2 separate regions of the Mus musculus genome follow, and region 1 is linked to region 2. The links are chromatin contacts, called in public HiCAR-type maps. All regions are on one chromosome and are shown on one strand. The core of a region is the stretch at or near the end of the contact, and the rest is flanking DNA. Distances in the headings are between cores, read along the strand shown.

Region 1 (5,093 bases), core at 656-3,155, 98 kb after region 2:
AGTGCGTTCTCTTTGTGGTCAGAAGCCCAATACTCTCAAGAATGGCTAGAATATTTCATGCCATTGATGAATATTTGATGAACAAATAAGGCAGTCCATCAACCTGGCAACAATAGATCTGCAGATGGCATAACTTTGATCAAGGCTTCTAACACTTCAATAAATAAGCAGCTCAAAAAATACAGAGTGGAAGTTCTGTGGCTTCACTGAAAGGCAAAATTCTAGCCAAAAAACAGACCCCCCCCCCCACACACACAAAAGAATGTAAAGAGGAAAAGGTTTATCTCAGTTCAGAGTTGCAGAGGGCTCTGGAAGTGTTAACTGGGATAGTAAACTTGGACAGAGCGTCACAATGGCAAGAAGAGTGTGGTAGAACAACTTCTGTGCATCATGGTGAACAGGGTAGGCAGAGATGCAGGCAGCAGTCCAGGGATCTGCTTTCTGTAGCTACACTCTACCATATGCAATCACTACCACCTCTCTAAATAGTGTTGCCACCTACCTTTCAGTCCTTGAGTACATGACCTTGTGGGAAACAAACAACATCTAAATCAGAACAAGCCCTAAATTGTACCATTGGCAGGAATTAGCTCCCCACTGTCTTTTGGGAGATTAAGTGTATTCACAACAAGCTTAGTAACTAATAATCATGCCAAGCCTTGGCAATGTGAGTTATCAGTGGTCTAAAAGATGACAGAAAAGTCTTGTCAGCTGGTAAGCAGAGCTGCAGAGGCTTTTCATTCTGTGACACAAGGAAGAACAATTGTCCTCCATGCAATGAGACTGACCCAAAGCAGTGCCTCAAAGAATGGACAATTATATAAGTCCAGGTTCGGATGAGCAGAAAAGAATAGGTGACTCAATGGGAGAGACTTCATGTAAGGAGTAATTAAAAGTAAGGAGTAAATTAAATTAGTGGGTGTCTGGGAACATGTACAACTAAATGTTTTCTTATATTTTTGGTTGTGAGCCTAGCCTTCAATGGCTGAGCCATCTCTCCAGCCCAAATGTTTTCTTAACTTCCAGTAATTTAGAAAATGGAAATCTGTTTTGAGCTGTCTTTTGTCAGATGAGTGAGAAGCCATAGCAATATAAAGTTGACAATTAAGCTAAAAACTGGCTCAAATGGGAGTGCATTTCCTATGTGTCAAGCGAAGGAAAGTCCAAGATTTAAATTCCCCATTAACTTGTTACTTATGTTGCAGGACCAAGAGTCATAGAAAATGGTGCATGAGCTGGAAGGGCAAAAGGAACAAACAGGAAACTGCTTATATCAATGAATTGGAATAAATGGACAGTTAAGATTTAAAATAAAATACTGGACTAAAAGCTCATATGTTGAGGCTTGGTTTTCATGTCATCATGGGCTACTGAATGGTGTTTGGATTGTGAGCACTCTAGCTATACCAATGGGTAACAATCAGTGGGTAGAGCCTAGTGAAGGAAGTAGGTCACAGGGCATACTTCTGCAGGCTAGTATTGCTCATCCAAAGCCCCATGTTTTTCTCTGTTCTCTCTGTCCCTCTCTGTCTCTTTCTCGGTCATCCTCATTTTGTCTCTCCCTCCCTGTCTCCCTTTCTTCCACCTCTCTTCTCAATTCTCTCCTTCCTTTATCTTGTTTCTCCCTCTGTCTATTCTTTACTTCTCCCTGTCTATGCCTTCTTTTTCTCACTCTCCCCTCTCTTTTTCCTGATCCACCACATCCCCTTGACTATGCTGTTCTGCTCACCCTCAGCCCGCTGGTGATGGAGAAAAATGACCCTGGACAGAATCTTCTAAAACTCAGCTGTAGAAAATAAAATTCCTCATTTGAGTTATTTTCTTCAGAAGTTCTGCCACAGTCATAGAAAATATGCATGGCGAAGATGAATAGTGTTCTCATGGGAAAACTTCCAATGGCTTGACTATAATTAATCTCAATTTACAAATCTAGAATTTAAGTGCCTGACACATAGCTGCCAGCATCTTATCCTTGTCCCAACTTGGGATAAAAATACATGAAGCAGAGAGAAGACAAGTAAAACAGTATGGACCAACTCCCTTTTCGTTCATAGATTTGTCTCAGTTTTGAGTTAGAATTCACAGAGAAACGTGAAAGCTGAATGGGATTAAAGCTTTCATATGAGCATTGCTGAACTTCCTTAGTATGAAAAACATCTTAATGCCCCAGTAATACTTGTTCCTGAAACTCTGAATTGACGAATATTTATTAACCAAGTGAAGCTTAGGAAAAAGCCTGTTTAAAAGTAAAATAAACAAGAACAGAATGTTCATTACTTGAGATCTATCTAACTCATGTGGTTAATTCTTTAAATTGAATTAGTCTCACTTAATACATTCTCTGACATTGGGAAAATTGTCATGCCATATTAATAACATTAAAATGTCTAAAATTTTATATTGTATGTAAGCATGCATATCTGAATGTGGATATGCACATGAGAGTAATAAGTAAGTGACCATGGGGGCCAGAGAGAGTACTTTTACAAGCACTTGTAAGCCATCTGATGTGGGTGCTGGGGAACTGAACTCAAGACCTCTGAGAAGATAAGCAAGTACTCTTAACCATTGAGCCATCTTTCCAATCTCTCCTGCACAATTTTAATTATTGATGATAGAGGAAATGGAAGCTGTCTTCACTTGATGATAGAATGATGATGGCTTATAATGGTGCATGCTCGTAGACCCAACAGTGAGGAGACTGAGGGAAGAGCAGCAGCACAAATTCAAGCCTAGTTTGAGCCAAGAACATAGAGTAGGCTAGCCTGGACTACACGAAAGGACCCTATCTACCCTAACACCATCTAAAAAAATGTAAGAACGCGTCCAGTACTGTATACAAGTTGTAATTTAAATAAAATCTCTGAACTCAGGAATATCAGTTCCAAATTTGCTTTTTAACTCTGCCTGTTATTAGTCATGCTAATCAATGGGTGACTGGTGTTTCTGTCTTGTGACACAGTTTCCTGGATTTTGTGATGAGGATAGCTATAGAATTTCTTTCACAAGGCACATTACACTTGATGAGTTAGTAAATGCAGAATGCTCTGCACAGTGCTCATGTCCATGTTCATTTTTGGAATGCTTGCTCTCAGGGCAATTGACATAGCTATAGTTTTGCTAAACTCACTCTACTTAGAATGAGCAATCACACGTTTGGGTGAGGAGTTGTGGCTCTGTGGTCAAGTGCTTCCCAAGCAACTTCAAAGCCCTGAGTTTGATAGGTAGCACCACAAAAATGATGAAAAGAATAATTGGGTTTAAATTATACTACTTGTAGAGGTGAATTATAAATATGGAGTTAATACATAGGAGCTAGAGGGGCTGTGCAGATGGCTGAATTTTCATAGAGTAGTAAGCTACCTGATATGTATTCTATTTTGGTAACCAAACCTAGGTACTCTGGCCAGAGTCTTACATACTCTTACCTGCTGAACCATCTCCCCAGCCCAGAAGTTTTATGTTTTTTGCACTAATTTAATATTGTCTCCATGGTGGCTGGACCAAATTCCCTCCCACCAGCACTGTAGAAGGATCTAGTCCTCATCCTCACCTGTATCAACTGTTTGTCGTCTTGTAGATAGCTAGATGATAAGAGCGAAATGGAGTATGGATGCCATTTTGATTTGCAATTTCATTTAAATAAAAGTTGGTATTCCAACAACTATCATGTTTCTAACTTTTAAATGAGTTGTTTACTTGCATTACCTAAAGGCAGGAAAATAATAAATCCAGAAAAATTTTCATAAGAATGAATTTCTGAATACAGTTTTATGTAAATACATGATAAGACAGAAAAGTTGAAACTCAAGTGAGAGAGAACACATGCTGTGAAATAATACCTGGCACAGGCTTGGGTAGTGTGTGAATTTCAGTCACCACAGTCTTTCAGTAAAATACCAAACATGCAAAGAGGATAGCTTCAACAGAATATTAATGTACTACCAAAATGGAATAATTTCAAATGTTCATAAATTTTATAGTTATCAATTTAATATAGATGTCTTCCAGTAATTGAGTGTACTCAAGGTAGCGTCTGTAAAGACAAATAGGATAAGCAAGCTTGGGTATGGGCGTATGAAAATCTGTTCTATTTATTCAATATTTGCCATACATGAATTCTACACAGAGACTCAATATATTTTAAAAGAATTAAAATAATCTAGGATGTTTTCTCTTAATATTAGAATTCAGATGCAAATCAACACTAAAAACTAATGTAAAGGGTAGCTACAAATACTTAAATTCTCAGTAATTAAGACAGATACCTCCACGTAACTCATTGGTCAGTGAGGAATTAAAAAATGAGAATGGGGCCTCTTAAATTTCAATAGTACTAAGCTATTTATAGGTTGCCATGTGGAAGGCAGCCAAACCTTACAAATCAATTTTATATATAAATATATATATATAAATATATATATATAAATATATATATATATATATATATATATATATAGAGAGAGAGAGAGAGAGAGAGAAATAAAGATGATATATTTGTCAGAAGAAACTGGAGGAAAGGAGCCAAAATAGTTAAAAAGAAATAAAGAGGAAAAATAAAAATACAAGTAGTAGCAAAAATAAGTATAACTTTTTTTGTAGAACATAAAATAACAGGATTATTTAAAATGCATTCACATTTGTAACTCTCTTATAGATTCATCTAATAACTCAGCAGTAAGATATCTGAGGGTCTGGGCAGAAAATTGTTGAACCGTGTGCAAAGCTTTGAGTCTATTCCCCAAACCCTACAATATGTAACTAGAGCAGAATTTAACTTTATATATATATAAAATTCTTGCAGACAGCAATGAGAACAAGAGTGAGAGGGAGAGTGTTTTAACCACCTACTATATTGATGGATTTAAATGATAGACAAGATTGACAGATTCCTGGAAAGCTAACTCTTAAGTCAACATTGCATGAAAAATAAATAGAATCAAACAATACTTTACATAAAGGAAATGAAATCTTCAAACAAAAATTTTCTTAAAGAGAATACTCTTGGACTCATTGAATTTTTCTAGTGAATTCTGCAATTGCTTAATGATGGAATTATACCAACCATTATAACCTCCAAATGACAGAGAGCA
Region 2 (5,710 bases), core at 2,513-5,012:
GGTGGGAGAAAATAGAATGTGTAATAGAAGACGGTATTTATAGCCACTAGTAGAGGGTACATGACCATATGCAGAAGTGCACATTGCAATAATGTGCTTCCATCACAGTTTGAAATACTATATACATTGCATATATATATATACATACATATATATATATATATATATATATATATATATACATAAACACACACACACACATACACACACACACACACACACACACACACACACACACACACACAGCAGATATAATGTACTAAAAGGCCAATCATTCCACCGCGGACATTGCCCATTGCCACCTGTGATAAAATATATAACTCATTTGAGGTTTCTAAGTGGGACAGATGTGTCATGCTAGGTAGAATTATGCTGGCTATTTTTTTCATTTGGAAATTATGTATGACATAAAGAGGTGGAATTTTGTTTGTCAAGTTCACAAGTTGACATCTTGATATTCAACTTTACCATATTTGGAATTAACTATAACCCAAGCTGCTGAATATACCTCTGTGGGATATTCTTGATTGGGTCATTCGAGGAGACACATTAAACCAGGGTCATACCTTCTGATAGCAGCCCACATAAAAGGACCAGGAAACACAAAGCTGTTGATACTTTCCCTGCTTGCTCTCTCTTTCATGGACAGTTTCATCTATCCTGTGGTTGAGAAATTCCTTTCCTGGTACCAGAACTTATATCTTTGGCATCGCATACAGCCTGGTGCACTCAAAGAATACAGGATTCTTAGCCTTTCCATTGAGAGACAGGCATTGTAAAACCAGCCAGACCACAATCTATAATCCATTTATGTATTTTCATTATATTGGGTCTGTTCTTTAGAGATTCTGGCTAATACTATTATTTCATTTGATACTCAGGACATGTATAATTGAAAAATCACCCACTATAGTATACATAAAAGTAGTTTTGTGCTATACTCCTTTTAAACAATAAATATAGAAAGTAATATTTGTAATAAAATGTACAAAAGAAGCATTATATATCTATGACCATGATCCTATATGTATCTACGAACTAAATTCATATTTTCATCTTATGCACTAATACTACTAAATGTAGACAATTATATGGAGATAGTTTTAGTTCACCATACTGTTTAATTTACCATCTATTAAAATCAGTGGAAGCCAGTGATGGCCTTAACATTAAAACTGTTCATATATAATAAAAAGTACAAAAAGACTTTTCACTTCATGAATGGATATTTAGTAGCTCCTTTATTTTTTTACATTTCTGTGAATATTTAGGCAGTGGTTATCAATGTGGGATGCTGAGATAGCTGGACTAGTATCATTTTGGAACTTCTCAGGAATTATAAGGTTGAGACAGACAGCACCTTTGACCTGAAGGATGCATGGCTATGGGGGTTGAGACCAAGCAAGGTTCATTATAAGAAGCTGCCTTGGATATATATATATATATTGTATGCTGAATTGGATGGACAATAAGCTATAGGAACATTCACAATGGTGTTTCTTGTGTTCTTGCTAATGGGATAATCTAGTGCTTTTGCAAACTTCTTATACGAACCTTTCTCCATTTTGATAGGGAATGACTGTTCCTAGCGGCCAATGTTAGCGTGAGACAAAATAATTAGCCTCTGGACCTGGAACATTCCAATCAGTCCATTAGTCTCAACAGACACAGCTTCTTTGAGGGGGGAGATTTTGTTCACACCAATGCAGTGTATTGTATAGACATTGTTAAGAGTGTGGCCTCTCAGGATCCACCCGAGGCTTAGAGTCCCAGCATCTACAAAGAACTAGGACACTCAAGTGAGCATGTTTGAGAAATAGTACTTTATGTAGCATATAACAATAATACTATTCATCTACTAATGTTTAATATTTTTACACTCAATTCTTACATTGTGATGCGAAACTTGAATAACAGTCCAGGAGAGAAAGGGATATAAATCATATGGCTCATCTTAAACTTTACTGTAGAGTCATCAACTAGTTAAGTTCTTCCCCCAAAAGAACTTCATCTAGTGATCATACTTCAGTGAGTCAGGATGTGCACATCATTTCTCAGTGAAATCTGGATTCTGCTCTTTGGGGCTTCTAATACTGCTTACTCTGGACCCTTGCTGTAACTTCTATTCAATGTCTACTTGATGCTTAATTCTCTTTGTGTTCCTTTAGTGCATCAGTATCTTCCTCTCTCAAACATTTCCTTAATGTATTGGTTTTTATCTACTGGTGTCTCCTTATTCTTGATCTATATGAATGGACACACACACACACACACACACACACACACACACACACACGGTCGGGGAGAGGGAAAAGAGGGAGGAAAGAGACAGAGGGAGGGAGAGAGTCACAGAGAGAGACAGAGATGCTTGAGGGAGGAGGAGAAATGGGGGAGGGGAAAGTTTCTGGGGACTAGAACATGTTCTTGGGGCTGCCAGACTATTGAAAGCTGAAATTCAGTCATGCAGACAGGGAACACTTAACATGAGATCCTCAGCGCTAAGGCAATGAATGGAGGCGACCTGAAGAGGTAAGGCAAAGTGACAGACCCAGCCACACCCTAGACTGATTCAGGTTCCGGTGAGCTTGACTACCTTGCCTCTGATTCAAGAGAAGAAAGCGGCAGAGAGCCACAGCAAACACAGAAGGCCACAGAGCAGGAAGGTTCCCAGTTCTCAAAAGCACATGCCAACACAAGCTTTCCTGTAAAGATGATTGTGTGGGAAAAGCGCAGGCAGGGCAAAGAGAACCCATTTATACTTTAGATCACCCGTGGTCCTCGCCCTCATCAGGAGCATTGAGACCAGAGTGATCCTCAGCAGCCCCGGAGAAGCTTTTGGGGAGAAGAGTGGAATGTATCCACGAGCGCGTGTGCGTGAGGAGGAGAGAAAAGACGTGATGACTTCAGAATTTATTTAAGGGCCGCCGGTGGAAACCACTGCGGCAGCTTCCAGGGGAAGCCCTTGTTCCAGAGGAAGAGGAGGTGGAGATTGCCAAGGAGGAGGAGGGGAGGAGACACAGAAGGAGGAGTATCCTAGGCTTGCACTAGGCAAGTGAGAAGATGCTGTAGCATCCTCACTCAGTTCCCAGCAGGTTGGTTCTGTCGGCCAACTGATGCAAGCAGATGAATTGCAGAGGGACTGGAAGGAAAAAAAAATTGTTGCAGCGGGCGGAGGCAGCGCGCGATGATGGGGCGGGGGTGTCTTCGGAGGTGGGTGGTGTGCATGTGTGTGTGTGTGTGTGTGTGTGTGTGTGTGTGTGTGTGTGTGTGTGTTTCTGCTTACCTTCCCAGAAAAGAAGCACCTCCTTTAAGTGAAAGGATACACCCTAGAATAGAAGTAGGCTGGGCACCCAGAGAAGACCTGTCCTGCTTCTAGCATCCCCAGGGGACTCACTTCCTTTTAACCATCAAACTCCCAACATTTACCATAAACTTCACAGGGGCTCCGGGTGGGGTATTGGGTGGAGAATGTCCCTTCCATATAGGTACTTCCCACACTTCACCCCAAAGTTCCTGTTTGGAGGGACACGTCTTCACCCTCTCTGGGTGGCCCGGGATGCCAAGGGGAGAAGTTATGCTACGTTAAGTTTCTGAAAGTCAGATCCAGTCCCGGATTACCATCTCTCCGCCCCGGGGCTCCTGCTGCACGCGAAAGTGGCGGCGGCGGCGGCGGCTGCCGCTGCTTGGGCGGCAAAGGGACCGCGGCTGCTTTAAGAACCGCCTCCCCCTCTCTTCCCTTTGACAATGGTCTGAACCGAGCCCTGCTTCCCAAAGCAAAATTTGTAATATGCCATTTTTCCGATGGACCTTTCTCCTTTTGGCTGCTGACGGAGCCACGGGAAGATGCCGAACTGCTGCCACGTTAGGAAGCCAGGGCACGTTCCAAGAGAACGCTGGGGCTCGCGAGTGTCTAAGCTGTCTTTCTCCTCCCGTTGCTAAGGAAATGGTCCAGGACTGCTGGGTGTGAGCCTCACCTCTCCTCCAGCCGAGACTGCGGTTGTCATTGACAATTGAAGAAACAGGACCTGAAATAAGAGACATTAGGTACAGAAACTGTATTCGAGTTGCATGGTTTCTCTTCCGCTTCGGGTTTTTTCCCCCCTTGACCACCTCCCCAGCCCCACCCCGCCCCCAGGGAAGAGGAGAGGCAAAGTCCTCCTTGTGGGTATTAGTTACCTTTGCTTTCCACCCATCTTCTCCATCCCCGATTTTTCTAGCTCCTGCCTAGCTCGTTCTCTCCTGGGGCTGATGAACAATTTTAGTGTGGAAATTATGAAGTCAACTTCTTTCGGGGTGGTGGGGGTGTGGCTGAGCAGTAACTGTCCAGCAGTGTGGGGTACGCTTGCTGTTTGACCATCCGAGCAGGCACAGAGGTAAAGAAAGTGAAAATGCTTCCATTAGACATGGTAGGAATATTTCCCGAGGACAGGGGATTTCAAAGAGTTAAAGAGGAGGAGAAATATTCGTGTAATGTAATCAGACAATGGCTAGGCTTTCTCTTACTGAATTACTCCTTTAACGGAGACAGAGCTGGGAGGGTTCCGAAGACTAAGTAAGCCTTTGCCGAAGAAGAAACTTGTTACAGAGAACGACTGCTTCTTTGCCTGTGGTAGTGTATAATTTCTAGAAATATAATTAAATGAAGTTATCGACTTACAGAAATAAAAGTCTTTTGGAATGTTCTTGTCTGAATAGGTATAGCTCCTAAGAACACATATTACCAAGGATCACACTGGATCTCAAAATTCTTGCTGAATGACTCCACTGGGCATTCAAAACTTTTATTTTGGATTCTGAGAGGTTTAGAAGACAGTCAAGGTTATATCCTGACAGCGTGGGAGTTGGTTTTCTTGATATAAAATTATTCGTGCTAAATTTAAGCACTGAGATAATTAAACCAATCAGGGTTATTATTTTTCTCTCTCTTAAAAATGAAATTTACACTGTCTGAAACTGGGTCCTGAAACCTTCAATAGTTTACGTGTCAAGTCATCTCTATCTAGATGAGGTTAATGCAATTATATTTCACATTGACATAAAAGAGGGATAATGAAAAGGCAAATTACCTCAGCAAACTGTGAGCTCACTCGTCTCTCAGTGATGGTGTAATGTTTGCAATTTTAGTTCCAAAAATGGCTATAAAAGCAAAATGTGATATATCTGGGTGCAATACACAAGATACTGGATAACCATACCTGCACTGTGCCAGGGTTCTATAAAATACTCTTCATAGGATTTTAATTACTCCTAATACACTCAAGCTGTGCATTTGGGAATTGTTAGACTATGTTTTATGGTACATACAAGTACTTTATAAGATTACATCAGAATCTGAGGTCTCACATATTAACCAACCTAGCCCATAAAAGTTGATTTGGTTTTTGTAGACTGTTTATTGTTTGTTTGTTTGTTTGTTTACTTTTCGTTTTAGAGGAGAAGATTCTGAATTTAGCCATTTGTGTTGGCTTGGAAGAAAGTAGCATGCATTCATTTTCTGTCCTATGTAATTTTGCATGGTTTGAATTTTATGAATTGAATTTGGAGAGTTCAGAAGTATCTGCTAGGATTACGGCTATAGACCTACAAGCAAGAGTTTTGATGTAGAATATTATTTCTGTAAGGATAAATGGTGACCAGTTTGTAACAGAGAGCATGCTTGGGTTTTTATAGTATTTTTTATATATGACACTGTGTGTTCTTTGTTGGATAA

What was found. HiCAR-type assays count read pairs that join an accessible place to other places.
Region 1: a contact with region 2 is called in a HiCAR-type map of PVALB interneurons, with 2.4 times the contacts expected there. The contact joins the enhancer-like site here to the promoter of Ppfia2 in region 2. A contact is called at or near these places in 5 of 39 promoter capture datasets (the 3T3-L1 cell line, 3T3-L1-derived adipocytes, stem cell-derived epiblast-like cells and 1 more), 3 of 484 Hi-C or Micro-C datasets (the AtT-20 cell line, cortical neurons and cumulus cells), 1 of 115 datasets of contacts at active chromatin or transcription factors (PVALB interneurons) and 1 of 9 other capture datasets (embryonic stem cells).

The regions. Positions count from the first base shown.
Region 1 is chr10:106,566,331-106,571,423 of GRCm38.p6, forward strand. All of the region lies in intron 3 of Ppfia2 (protein tyrosine phosphatase, receptor type, f polypeptide (PTPRF), interacting protein (liprin), alpha 2), which reads left to right. 4930532I03Rik (RIKEN cDNA 4930532I03 gene) reads right to left here. Exons shown (of 7, transcript NR_131026.1): 5 at 3,843-4,036; 6 at 3,554-3,708. Among named protein-coding and RNA genes, the nearest start is that of 4930532I03Rik, 34 kb to the right of the region's middle. Within about 2 kb of position 1,906, at least 1 of the 459 cell types and tissues checked has an H3K27ac peak or open chromatin away from gene starts, as enhancers often do. A contact at or near this core is called in PVALB interneurons, where this site is marked.
Region 2 is chr10:106,466,548-106,472,257 of GRCm38.p6, forward strand. Ppfia2 (protein tyrosine phosphatase, receptor type, f polypeptide (PTPRF), interacting protein (liprin), alpha 2) reads left to right here and starts at 3,763. Exons shown (of 32, transcript NM_001205341.1): 1 at 3,763-4,044.